2 separate regions of the Arachis hypogaea genome follow, and region 2 is linked to region 1. Evidence: chromatin contacts called from public Hi-C data. All regions are on one chromosome and are shown on one strand. Each heading gives the region's core, a stretch centred on a gene start, on an enhancer-like site or on the middle of the called end of the contact. The rest is flanking DNA. Distances are from core to core; before and after follow the strand shown.

The links. A called contact is a pair of places that touch in the nucleus more often than the background predicts.
Region 2: a Hi-C map of an unstated tissue shows a contact between it and region 1, with 3 times the contacts expected there. The contact joins the promoter of LOC112764647 here to the promoter of LOC112765932 in region 1.

Annotation. Positions count from the first base shown.
Region 1 is chr17:128,926,805-128,933,912 of arahy.Tifrunner.gnm2.J5K5, forward strand. It overlaps LOC112765932 (probable mitochondrial adenine nucleotide transporter BTL3), which reads left to right and starts at 4,353. Exons shown (of 4, transcript XM_025811800.3): 1 at 4,353-5,254; 2 at 5,580-5,883; 3 at 6,580-7,047. The coding sequence starts at 4,842.
Region 2 is chr17:129,081,629-129,088,736 of arahy.Tifrunner.gnm2.J5K5, forward strand. It overlaps LOC112764647 (5'-adenylylsulfate reductase-like 4), which reads right to left and starts at 2,693. Exons shown (of 4, transcript XM_072223602.1): 1 at 1,963-2,693; 2 at 1,109-1,296; 3 at 906-1,030; 4 at 1-561. The coding sequence starts at 2,175. The coding sequence ends at 119. LOC112764646 reads right to left here. Exons shown (of 4, transcript XM_072223600.1): 3 at 6,587-7,108; 4 at 5,949-6,303. The coding sequence ends at 6,760.

The DNA.
Region 1 (7,108 bases), core at 3,103-5,602:
AAAAAATGTGAATGCAATTGAGTTGAATAACCAAATATTTCATCAAAATATAAATAAATGACCAAGAAGCTATCAATCAATTCCTATGAATTACATCACCACTCACCAAATAAATTAGATAGAAACCCCATACCTTGATAGGGATTCCCACATTTTCAATGAAGAATACTTTTATATAAACAATAAAAAAATGAAATGCAATTGACTTGAAATCAAAATATAAATAAATGAGAAAGAAACTATACATCAATTTCTGTCAATCACATCACTACTCATAAAATAGATTAGGTACAAAACCCATTCCTTCATAATGATTCACACAACCCACATGCAACCAGCAATTCACTTTATCTAAACTTAATGGATTTGTTGAATATACACACACACAAAAATAGATTCACCAGTTTTTAATATTTGATTTAATGGGTCTACTCTGGATATAATTATTTGAGTGCTTCATAAAATTTGACATCAAATATAAATAACAGAACATGATTCTTAATGCAGAAAACATTATAAATTCCTACATTCACCCCAAACAATTCAAATGGATTATTGAATGAGAATGAAAATTGGAATGCAAAGCTTGAATAGGAGAGAATGAAATTGGGAATGCAATACTTGAATAGGAGAAGCTGGGTTTATAAACTCACTTTGCTGGAGAAACTCTGTCAATCACATCACCAAAGAGAAAGTAGATTAGGTAGAAACCCCATACCTAGACAATGATTCACAAAATCAAACCCATAATCCATAAATATGAGAAAATGTAAGTAAGAACACAATGTTGATAATCATTATCAAATCCAAAAAACTGATGAAATACACAAACCACATGCTACAAACAATTCAACAGGTAGCAAAAGGAGAAATGATAATCAGATCAAATTCTAAATAATGAAATGAAGAAGATGAAACAGATTCATAGACCATAATCAAAATTAACAGCAACTTCCAATGTAACCAAGAACATGAACTCATAAACAAACCAAGTCAGATAGACAATTTGCAAATTAGGAATTTCACAAACCCTAGACAATAAAATCTGAGTTAACTGTCGAATAGATACAAAAAATGATCACAATTTGTAAAATAGGAATTTCACAAATCCTAAACAATAAAATCTGAGTTAAATACCGAACAAATACCAAAATTGATCACAAGGATGTACACAATGAACGAAAAGAAAAACAATGAAGACGACAATAGGTTTGGAACTAAAAGCACCAGAAAATTTACCCGATTGATTTATTGAAGATCTTGAATTTGAGACTCCATTGGGAAATCGCTAACCTGGATGAACGGCGGGGAAGCAAACACCCAAGAAACAGAGCTTGTAGACAGCGTTTGGTAGGGCAGAGGAAAGAAAGAAGGCAAAGGTCCTAGGGTTCCAAGTAATGATTACCTGTTCAACCAAATCCATGAAGAAGAGAGATTGCGTGAGCGAGTCGGTAAAAGAGACAGCTGACGGCGGAATGACAGAGGAGCACATGCACCCCTGGAGAGAAGAAGCCACACTGGAGGAGAGCCTCCACCTGGGATTGGAGCCGGCCTGAAACGCGGGGAGCTCTCCACGTCGGAGATGAAACCACGGCTATCTTGATACGTGCTTCAAATGTTCGTGATATGAAGAGTTCAAGAGTTATTTAGAAGATATTTTTGTTTACATTTTTAGAATATTTTATTTAATGTATTTTGATTTTGTTTATTTAATTACTAGATTGGGCCTTGTGTTTATGGGCTTTAGGGTTTTCTTTGTTTTAACCTAATAAGAGGTTATAAATACCTCCTTAGCTATTGTAGTCGTAGTATAGAATTTTTAGAGGTTTGAAAACCCCTTTTTGGTTTCGTGATGAAACCATGGTGTGGACAATTGAGGTTGAGGAGTCCCTCTCTTGTTACATCGGGGAATTGAGTAGAAGGTTGAGGAGTCCCTTCGATTCAATTTCCAAACTATGGCGTTGACAAGTTAGGTTGAGGAGTCCCTTTCTTGTGGCGTCAAGAAATTGGGTAGAAAGTAGAGTGATTCTCTTTGTATTCAATTTCAATCTATCATTTTTGTTTCTATTTCGATTTCAATGTACCTTTTTTATACAATTTCAATTCTTGTCTTATTTATCCTTTTATTTCCGTATCATTTGGTATCAGAGCTCAGGTATTAGATTAATTCTTATTAATCTATATTTGTTCTTCTTTTATCATAAAAAAAAGAGTCCAGTGTTTGTCGCGTCTTTCATTTTGTTCTTGTGTTCTTGTTTTCGTTTGCGTTTCATTATTTAAAAAAAAAAAAGAAGAAGAAGAATAAAGTGAAAAAAAAAACAAAAAAAAAGAAGAAAAAAAACCAAAAAAAAAAAGAAATTATCTTCCTTATAATTATTGTCCTTTTCATATATTATTTTTTTTTCACCTACAAGATTCGAGGACGAATCTTTTTTGAAGAGGAGGAGAATGATACGTGCTTCAAATGTTCGTGATATGAAGAGTTCAAGAGTTATTTAGAAGATATTTTAGTTTACATTTTTAGAATATTTTATTTAATGTATTTTAATTTTGTTTATTTAATTACTAGATTGGGCCTTATGTTTATGGGCTTTAGGGTTTTCTTTGTTTTAACCTAATAAGAGGTTATAAATACCTCCTTAGCTATTGTAGTCGTAGTATAGAATTTTTAGAGGTTTCAAAACCCCTTTTTGGTTTCATGATGAAACCATGGTGTGGACAATTGAGGTTGAGGAGTCCCTCTCTTGTTACATCGGGGAATTGAGTAGAAGGTTGAGGAGTCCCTTCGATTCAATTTCCAAACTATGGCGTTGGCAAGTTAGGTTGAGGAGTCCCTTTCTTGTTACGTCAAGAAATTGGGTAGAAAGTAGAGTGATTCTCTTCGTATTCAATTTCAATCTATCCATTTTATTTCTATTTTCAATTTCAATGTATATTTTCTATTCAATTTCAATTCTTGTCTTGTTTATTTTATTATTTCTTTATCATTTGGTATCAGAGTTCAGGTATTAGATTAATTCTTATTAATCTATATTTGTTCTTCTTTTATCATAAAAAAAGAGTTCAGTGTTTGTCGCGTCTTTCTTTTTGTTCTTGTGTTCTTGTTTTCGTTTGCGTTTCATTATTTAAAAAAAAAAGAAGAATAAAGTGAAAAAAAAAAAGAAGAAAAAAAAAACCAAAAAAAAAAGAAATTATCTTTCTTATAATTATTGTCATTTTCATATATTATTTTTTTTCCACCTACAAGATTCGAGGACGAATCTTTTTTGAAGAGGAGGAGAATGATACGTGCTTCAAATGTTCGTGATATGAAGAGTTCAAGAGTTATTTAGAAGATATTTTTGTTTACATTTTTAGAATATTTTATTTAATGTATTTTGATTTTGTTTATTTAATTACTAGATTGGGCCTTGTGTTTATGGGCTTTAGGGTTTTCTTTGTTTTAACCTAATAAGAGGTTATAAATACCTCCTTAGCTATTGTAGTCGTAGTATAGAATTTTTAGAGGTTTGAAAACCCCTTTTTGGTTTCGTGATGAAACCATGGTGTGGACAATTGAGGTTGAGGAGTCCCTCTCTTGTTACATCGGGGAATTGAGTAGAAGGTTGAGGAGTCCCTTCGATTCAATTTCTAAACTATGGCGTTGACAAGTTAGGTTGAGGAGTCCCTTTCTTGTGGCGTCAAGAAATTGGGTAGAAAGTAGAGTGATTCTCTTTGTATTCAATTTCAATCTATCATTTTTGTTTCTATTTCAATTTCAATGTACCTTTTTTATTCAATTTCAATTCTTGTCTTATTTATCCTTTTATTTCCGTATCATATCTATTGTTTGATAGATGTGACAAAGAAATTCTAAACTATAAAAAATGCATCCGGTGAGTTGAATACATAAATAAGCGACTTAATTTGGTCATGTTCACTTTAAATCTACCATTTAAAAATTAATCTCTCAAATTTGTCACACCAATTTATAAGTGAAGAAGAAGAGATAGAAAATTTTAAGCTTTTTCGTACAAAATTCAGAGTCTTATATTTTTTGGAATGATGGAATCGAGAGGAAGAGAATAATAGAAAAGATTGTTGGGAGGGTGGTAAGAAAAGAGAATGTAATATTAAAAGAAGAGATAGTTATTGTGCGTGGGAGAAAAAGAAAAAAAGGACTATTTTATTATTTTAAAAAAATTCTATTTAAAAATTAATAATTATTAATAGTATCTTTAATTTAAAAATAATATATTTTATTAATTCAAATATTTTTGTTACAGTGAAGATCTAATTAAAAAATTTAACATAATTTATTGACTAAGTGAAAGGAAAAAAATATTTAGTTGTAAATATTACGGGAATTAATTGAGGAATTTTAGCTCCTGTGTAGTTGAAAACAAAGTTTACATCCTCCTCCCTCCGTACAAAATTTCCACCGTTACTACATCGTCACAAAAAATGCTCTGAGGATATTCCTGGGCGAAAACACTTGGAACATTTGATAAGGCAAAACCAAAGAATCCGTGTGTTGGAGTTTTAGTGTAGGACGCCAGTCAGTGAGGCACTCGGACGCCCCTAACCGTTCTCATTATTTAAAGATTATGAAAAGCAATAGACGAAGGAAGGACGGAAGGAGAAGCCGAGAAGGAGAAGGAGAAGGAGTCCCAAACGGAAGAGGATAATGTCACAACTTCTGTTTGCTAGCGCTATGTAATTCAAAGAAGAAAGAAAGAAAGGGGAGAATAGTTCTCATGTTCATGGTTTCGCATTCAATAGACCTAACTAATTAACTACAAATAAATTCAATACCACAAACTTCTTCTACTTCCCCAACTCCTCTTCTTCAAATCACAAAAATGCCACTACCACAGGACCTCACTCCCCACCAACAATCCCACTGTTTCCTCAATTTCCCTTCCGATTTCTCTTCCCTCACCGCGCCACCGCCCGGGGGATTGTTCCTCGAACCCGCAACTCCAGATTCCTTCCTCCGCCTGCTTCCCGCCGCCTCGATTCGTGCCGAATTGAATCCCTCGCCGCCACGCCGGAGGCTTAAGGCGGCAGTAGCTGCTAGCTGCTTCTTGTCGGTGAGCTTGCCGAGTGCTAAACTCGTGGTGCCGAATGGGGACAACGGCTCCGACAAGGAGACAAGTTCGGAGGAGGGTGTTGTTGAGGTACAACACAAGGTTAGGACGGTACGAGGAGGCAATGCCGTCAACAACACCACTAAGCATCTATGGGCTGGTGCCGTAGCTGCCATGGTTTCTAGGTACACATTCCTATCAAATAATCCTTCTGTTTCAAAATATTAATCTATTATTTAGATGCATTAAGTTTTTAAATGTACTACTCTGTTGAAATTATTAGTTATTTGAAACGGAGGAAGTAACAATTACAGGAGGCACATTGCTATTTAACTTGTGTCTCACTGTGTATAATGAAGACATTTTTGTACAATTGCCTTCCTGATGTCATTTTGTTCCCTTAGACTATTAAATGGCTTTGCTTAGTGTAGTTAGTAGTGTTGGTCTTGATTATTGAATGTATTTTTATGTGTTTTTGTTTATAAATATGCTCACGTTTTTCTGTGCCAGAACTTGTGTTGCTCCACTTGAAAGACTTAAGCTGGAGTATATAGTTCGCGGGGAGAAGAAGAATATCGTTGAGCTTGTGAGAAAGATAGCCACTTCTCAGGGTCTGAGGGGCTTTTGGAAGGGGAACCTTGTAAATATTCTGCGGACGGCTCCATTCAAGGCAGTGAATTTTTGTGCTTATGATACATATAGGAAGCAGCTCCTTAGATTCTCCGGAAATGAGGAAACTACCAATTTTGAGAGGTTTATTGCTGGTGCTGCTGCTGGAATTACTGCTACCATTATTTGCCTTCCACTTGACACAGTATGTGGCAATTTCTAATATTTGAATTATGATTTCTTCTTTAGTTCATTTCCTCTTTTATAGCAGCTCTGAGTAAAATCATGTGCACAAACTGCTTGCCATTAGTTTTGTATGTAAAAGTGAAAGCACTCAATGGTGGCCATCGCGCACTCAAACATGCTAAGTTATACCTTCTTTAGTTAAGGAATTATTTGGACTGGTTTATCTGGATATGGGATCACTACAGATGAACATGGAGAATAATTCTTGTTTGCAGTTTTGCTGCTATGCAGATGAAAAGCTTAACAGAATAAAAAAATGTAAAAGAAGAGTTTAATCTGCATAACATTTTTGTGTGAATATAGATCCTGTTGGATTAGCTCTTAACATGGCTAATTATATTAATAGAGACTAGAGAGAGAGTTCAGGATTATTGAATCCTGCCTCAAAGGACCAGGTCATTCGAGAAGCTGAAATGAGATCATCATAATCTGTGTTATAACTCCTTCCATGTAATTTCTCAGGGTATGCTATGATGAAGAACACTTTTCAATCAGATTCTCCTTTTAACAATGGAAAAGGGGGGGGGGGGGGGATAAAAATAGCATGTGCAATGCACATTTTCTCCAAAATCTTAGTTACAATTTCTTAATGGCTCTTGTATTTTTAGCCATGTGGTTTAATTGGTTCAAAATGTTTACCATTGGTTTCTTTCAGATCCGGACCAAGTTGGTGGCACCTGGTGGGGAAGCTTTGGGTGGTGTTATTGGTGCTTTCCAATACATGATTCGGACTGAAGGCTTCTTTTCTCTCTACAAGGGTTTGGTACCGTCAATTATAAGTATGGCTCCTTCTGGTGCAGTTTTTTATGGTGTATATGATATACTCAAATCAGCTTATTTGCATTCACCCAAAGGAAGGAAGCGAATCCAGAATTTGCACAAACAGGGTAAGGAATTGAGTGCATTGGATCAGCTTGAGTTAGGACCAGTAAGGACGCTGTTGTATGGTGCTATTGCCGGTGCTTGTGCAGAAGCTGCTACATATCCATTCGAAGTGGTAAGGAGGCAGCTTCAATTGCAAGTCCAGTCTACCCGTTTAAGTTCTTTTGCAACTTGTGCCAAAATAGTGGAACATGGAGGCATTCAAGCTCTGTATGCAGGACTTATTCCCAGCTTACTCCAGGCATGTCAATTTACTTCCTTGCATGCCCAATTTACTTATATTTTACTTTATGCACTATATT
Region 2 (7,108 bases), core at 1,443-3,942, 150 kb after region 1:
CACTACTCATAAGGCTTAACTGAGCACAAAACTACATGCCATAACTTGCAGCCATGCTTTCTTTTAGGATATTCCAAATGTCCAATTTCATGAGGGAACACTGGTTGGTTCCATATACTTACTGGTGGGTACCACGGCTAGTGCTAGCCTCCCCAATTGAGACTGAGGCAAGGGACTTAGAAGCCCAAGCTTTAGCATTCATTGCTCCTTCCTGCAGATTACTTCTCTTGCATGGCTCTTTAAGGCATTTAAATGACTGTACTGTTCGCTTCAGATACACCAAAGGATGTTCCAACAAGCTCCCTAATCTAACGTTTTGGAGAACCCTATTCCAAGCATATTGGATACACATAAGCAGTGTAGGAAAAAATAAGTAAAGTAGTCTCAAAACCACAAATGCAGTGGCCAAAGCCAAATAAGTCTCCTGCCGCAGCAAATTTTCTGGAGATCTGGCCCAAGAAAAGGGGCAACTTTCTTGCTCTGTGGTACCATGACTCTCATGAACTGACAGATGCCCAACTTTATCCAGGGATAGTTGATCAAGTGAATCAACCCTAACTCCTGCAATGACAACCAAAGATTAACTAAAAAGAAAATAGGGATATCATGATCAGCTAAATTCCCAAATTGCATAAACAGGAAAATATTCTAATTGTTTCTAATATTGTTGTGGAACCATTAAGCATGGCGTGTTTCAGGATACGCTTATTTATTTTCCCCCTTTAACATGTAAAAGACACTATTTAATTGCAATACAGAACAACCAAGGCACATGCAGAGCATGAGAATGATCAAATATTTAAATTTAAGCTTAACAAATCTTCAAGCTATGTAAAATAAATGAACCCATAAGCGACAATACCAAAATACAAATACAAATATGAAAGTGACATAATGAATGTTACCGGTAACATCATTGTAGAAAACTACGAGAGAACCCAATATCCGAGATCCGTGATAACGAATGCGCATAGTAGAATTTAAAATGAGTAGTGTAGGGAAACCATGAACACCGTATTTTGATAATATGCTGCAAGAATCAAATAGGCATTAAATGGAAAGAATCCATGAAACTTGAAAGAAAGGAATTGGGACTGAAAACACAAACCTTGGCCTAACAGATGATTCTTCAATAGCATAATGGGGAATGGAAGGGTATAGGGAAGACAGGATTGAGAAAACTGGTCTAAAAATCCGAGAGAAAGGACACCATGATGCATAGAAAAGTACAGCTACATATTCATGACTATTCTTGTGAACCATACTCAATGCCTTCTGCAAAGTAACCTCATCTCCCTGCATAGTTTCAATAGGCAATTAGGCATCATAAATTCATACTTACAATCCTCTATCAGCAACCATAAACATTTGAAAGAAGTTCTAAGAACTGGATTTAACAAATCAAAGTTTCTTTGAAAACATACATGATCGGATAACAGCAACGAAGAAAAATAACATAGGTCTGTTTGGGAGCTATGGTAGTGGGAAGGGCTACGGATGGCAGTGACAAAGCAGAACATGTCTTGTGAAAGTGGATCCTCTCCTTACGATCCTACACACTGAAATATATGACCCTGAAACCCCGGGGTATGGAAGGGCGAGCTGCTGAGGTGTTCCCCACTTCCCCTTCCCTTTCTCTGTAAACTCTCAAGTATAAAGCTCCCTAAAACCACTCCTACTATTCCTTTGGCGAATGCAATCCCTACGGTTTCTAAAATTAGCTAGCCAACAACAAGGCACGTTGATTCACAGTTGCTGAAGACATGAAACCTAAACAGCATAATAAGCAGTTCCAGCTTCCAAATTCCAAACTCAAATTATTGAAAATTAAAGCAATCACAGATTCATCATCTCAATATCACAAAAAGGGTAGTCAAAGCAATAATCCTAAAATTGCAGTATCAACGTCAGATTAAAACGAAATAAATATAAGAGGTAAAGGGAAAGAGAATAATGAGTGACCTCGGTGACACCAGTGTAACGGATGGATCCAACGGAATCAGGGAGCGAGCAGGTCGCATCTCGAAACCCTAATATGAAATCAAAGACTGTCTCCTTCGGACATATGGCGGCGTCGGCGGCAGAAACCGAAACCTTGTGCGGTTGGCCGGTGCAAGAAATGCTCCAACAGAGCAGCGTGGCGACCACGATCTCCGATCCCGAAAACCTCATCATCTCCCTCGTTCCTTTTTTTCCCCCTCGACTAACGAACGAACCAAAAATTGGCACCAAACCGAGCCGAAAAGAGTTTCCAAAAATAAAAAGTTAGGGGGGAAAAAAAAAGAAAAGAAAGGAAGTTTGGGGGAATGGAAAACCCTAATCGTATAGCGTACAGGATTTGAAGGGAAAAAGAGGGGAATGAGGGAGATGAAAGGAAGGTCGTGAAGACAGAGATGAGAGGATCTGACGTGGCAAAATCTGAATGGATAGATTCTTATTTTCTTCTTTTTTTTTCTGAAAAATGAATAAAAAAAAGAGGGGCTGGGTTGGTTTGGAAAATGGGGAGTGGGAAGAAGAAGAAGAAGAAGAAGAAGGGGGTTATTGCTATTGGTATCAGTTGGTGGGTGCGACGATCGGTGGTGGCAACGGCATCACCGTTCAGCTTTTACCAGTGCGTGAGAGTCTGAGAGAGAGGTTTCACTTGCTTGGTTCATTCTTTACCTTTTTCGTCAACAGATTAAAGCACTATGGTTGGTTTAAGTGTCTCGGCATGCTTTATATGCATGTCAGCCTTCACCTTATTTTTTATCTCCCCAAATATAAAAATAGTTAATTATTTATTGGAAAAGTATAGGTAACTAACAATATTTTTGAACAATATGTGAACAATGTGAATTAATAGGATTAAAAAAATAAATTAATTTTAAATTTAATTAGTAGTATTAAATTAGGATGTACTTGATTGGTGATTGTTCATATTGTTCAAGATGGTTCCCTTATTTATTTAACACCGAACGACAATCCATTTTCTCCCCATTAAACAAAATTTGTTAAAAAAAATTAAAAATTATTAGATAATTTAATAAATTTGACTAAATTATTATTTAATAAATTTTTTTTAATTAAAAGTGAGACTGAAATTCACAATATCTAGATGAGTATGAAGAGATTATGTCATTTGAGTTATAACTCGTTGGTAGTTATTATCTAATAATTATTAACTATCACCTTCACATAAAGATAATTACACGTGAAAAATATCTTTAAAAAACATTAAATTTTTGTATTATATTTAATATAAAATATATAAAAATTAATTATATCTCAGCTTAGTTTAAAATAAATATAAAAATTAAAAAATAAATTTAAAGTTTAACAAGTTAAATGAAAATATATTTTTTAATATTATTAAAATTTCAGTTTTCGTCATTATAAAATGATCTACACTATGAAATAAATAAATAAAATTTATATATTGATGAATTTATTTTACAAGTTTATAAATTTATTCCAAATCTTAATGATTCATGAGAATATATATTTTAAATTTTTGCTTACGAACAAAAAATAATAGAAAAAACTACCAAAAATTCTCATAAATTTTATGAATGGTGACAAAAATACTCATAAATTAAAGAAATTAACTATGTATCTATGAGAGATGAGTTATTGGGTTTCGTACAACAAAAATATCCAAATTTTAATTTTTTGTTAATTTTTAAATAAGATTCACAAACTACCCCACCCTAACCTCGTTCTACCGTCACTCCCTCTTTTTCCACTTCTTTCTCTTTCCTCACTTTTCCTTCTCTAAAAAATTCTCAGAGTCACATAACTCTCCTCCTACTTTCTCACTGTCGTCCGCCACCCACCTATTCCATCACTGCCAATCTCCTCCCCTCTTACTGCATCCTCTTCTCACTCTTAAGGTGGCTACAATACCTTCGTCGCGCGCCTATGACCCAACCTAAGGAGAACGTCGCCGTGGCGCGCCTGTCCCAACCGAGGAGAACGTTGTCGTGGCGCACCTGACCCAGCCGAAGAGAATATTGTCGTCGCGCACCTGAGAAGAGAGAGGGGTCATGGTGCTGTCTGTATGCATAAAGAGGGTTCGAAAACTTATGACTAAAGTGGTTGAGGTCCGATCCTCCACCACCACCATTGATTTCAGGCTAGTCTGTTGTAGGAGTAGTTTTGGACTCCATGGCAAAGATTTTAAAAGTGTAGGTTGGGTTATGAAAGGTTGAAAAAGTGAGTTGAGGTTAATGGTGGAGTAGTTTGAAAATTTTATTAAAAAAATTAACAAAAAATTAGGGTTTTGATATTTTTGTTGTACGGAACCCATCTTTCAAGGTACATCGTTAATTTTCTTAGTTTATAGATAATTTTGTCAGTATTCGTAAATTTCATAAGTACTTTTGGTAGTTTTTCCAAAACAATATTTTAGGCCATGAAATAATAATAAAAACTTATGTTTAATAGTAAACTTATCCCGTTCTAGGGGTGTGTATGGCTCGGTCCGGTTCGAAAATCCGGTCCGGTTCCGAACACTTTAAGGGTTAATTTGATGTGATTTCACCGGGTCTAGGGTCGGGTAGGGTCTCAAAAATAGACTCGGTCATTATTTCCAGTCGGGTCTGGGCCATAGCTGGTGTCACCCGAACTCGGTCCGGTGGCCCGGTCATCATATACAATTAATATTTTGTGTTATTAGTGATGAATAAATGAATAATGGTTATTCTTATGTGGAATTTAAGTATTGTAAACCTTAATATTTTGTGTTATTAGTCATTATAAGACTATATGTTTAAAATGTATAAGACTTTAGACTAATACATAATACTGTGTTATTTGTATTAATTTAAATATTTGGTGACTTGGGTATTATTAAACAATATTAGTATTGATTATGGTTATGCTTTAATTTTAGAGAAGAGTTAGTTTTTATTATATTTTTTTAAGTGAATTTTACCATGTCAAATAATGGTTAGAATCTTGAAAATTTGGATATTTTCACATGCTAACTTATAAGAAGGTATTAAGGTAATGTAATATTAACGGCCTGATTTTTACCCGGTATAATCGTAGCCCGAAAGTGTATAGGTTTCATCGGGTCTAGAACCGGGTTCGAGTCTGACAAATAGACCCGGTATATATTTCGGGTCAAATTTAGATCACATCAAACCCAATTTTACCGACCCATTCACATCCCTATCCCGTAGATATAAATATTTGACATGTCCATCTACCACTTCAGAAATCAATCGTAGATCAATTATGATTAGATGGCATAACTATTTGAGTTATCCTTGCACCACTTCAGAAATCATGCATATGATTAATTTGATTAGATGATCCTTGGTGTGTTAAAATTCAACTCAAGCCACTCAATTTGATTAGAGTGAATCTTAATTTTTTTTTCTTTAATTATTTGTTAAAATATTATTTTTTATCATTCAATATCTTTTCTCATATTTTTCTTTTTGTCTCACTTAAAAAGTGTAAGGTAAAAAATCACATTTTACCAGAAAAAAAATTTGAAAAAATCAATTTCCCTATTTGATTCACCCAAAGTTACTTTCATACTCCTTGTTTAGGATGGAATATCATGTTACAATTTTAAAATGTAACAATCTAAAGGAGACTACAATTATAGTTACAAAATTTATTGTCTGTTATCAAATCAAAATTTAGATTATAATCACTTTAGGCTATCTTGAAAGAAATCCTTTCAATATGATATGAGGGACTATCTTTAATGCAGTAATAAAAGGGACTGTCTTTGATTCTTTAAGTGTTAGCTTTTAAAGGGAAATTAAATACTAGATCTCTCTCGACCCTTGAGTTCCCTCATAATTCCATGCTCATCAGTCATCATGCTAAAAAAAAACCAATTCATCTTCCTCATAAGTGCAAGGTTGTAGTAGCCAATTTGTTATGGCGATGAGAACACCAATTAAAATCGAATAAATGTGATAAGGAATTTAAACCAGGCAGTACACATAAGATAAAGAATCTCAAAACAATATCAATAGGATGGTGCAATGGTTATTTTCTTGTCAAAGACCAAAATCATCAGGTAATTTGGAATTTCTCCAAAAAAAAAAAAAAAAATAGGGGAAAGAATAGCTCCAACATATGATCAACCTAACTAACATCTAGAATAGACCTAATTTTGATGTCATTATACCAGTCTACAAAAATGAAAAAACAAAAGGGAACTTCTTGAAAAACAAGCATCTGAGTACTAGCAAGAAGCATGAGAAGCATCACACCAGAACTGCAAAATGATCTCTAATGGAGATGCCACCAGCACAAACTTCTGAATCTATCAACAAAATAATGCTGCCTCCAACCAATTTTCTGTCTAGTACCAAAAGGAAAAGGAATCAGCAGAGAGAGAGAGAGAGAGAGAGAGAGAGAATCTACATCTAGTGTAACTTTGATTTAACAAAACAAAAAACACAGAAAAGCATGCATAAGCAAATATTTCATGCTAACCACTATGTTGTTATCTCATCAAACAACCTGAAAAATTGAACCTTTTTCAGCAACAATTTGATCAAAGAGGTATCGAAGATCCCTAGACACACGAGTTCATCATAAAATAATTTTCTATACACTGAATATAAGGGTGTTTCATTACCTTTTCTAGGCTATCGCACTTCACAGGAAGTTGAGAATATACAAGCAGAGCCTTGTGGTTACCACCAGAGCACTCTGCAGAACTACCAGTCTACCATACATGTTTAATTCAGAAACTTTTTAATCCACTGCATATTTGTTAGTCAGCCTATCTGCACCCGAACTATCTGACTGCTAATGAAAGTCAGGCATACCCATAGAGTTGGTTTGAAGTATGTCAACTTGCTCACTCTTGGCATTCTCTGATAAGCAAGATTTATTTGCATTATCACTTTGCTTATCAAATGGGTTTAAAACACTGCTACCAAGAGCAACAGATTCACAACCTTGCAATGTTCCCTGCATAATGCTTTCATTAGCATATGTATCTATTGCAACATCATTATTGTGAGAACCAAGCCCTAATTGAGGCTCCATGAAAGCAGCATCAAAGGTACCAGCAGAAATATCATACAGATTTTCAAAAATCGAGGGTTGCTCATCATCAGGAGGAGTTAGTAAGTTACATTTCGAACTTGTCTGC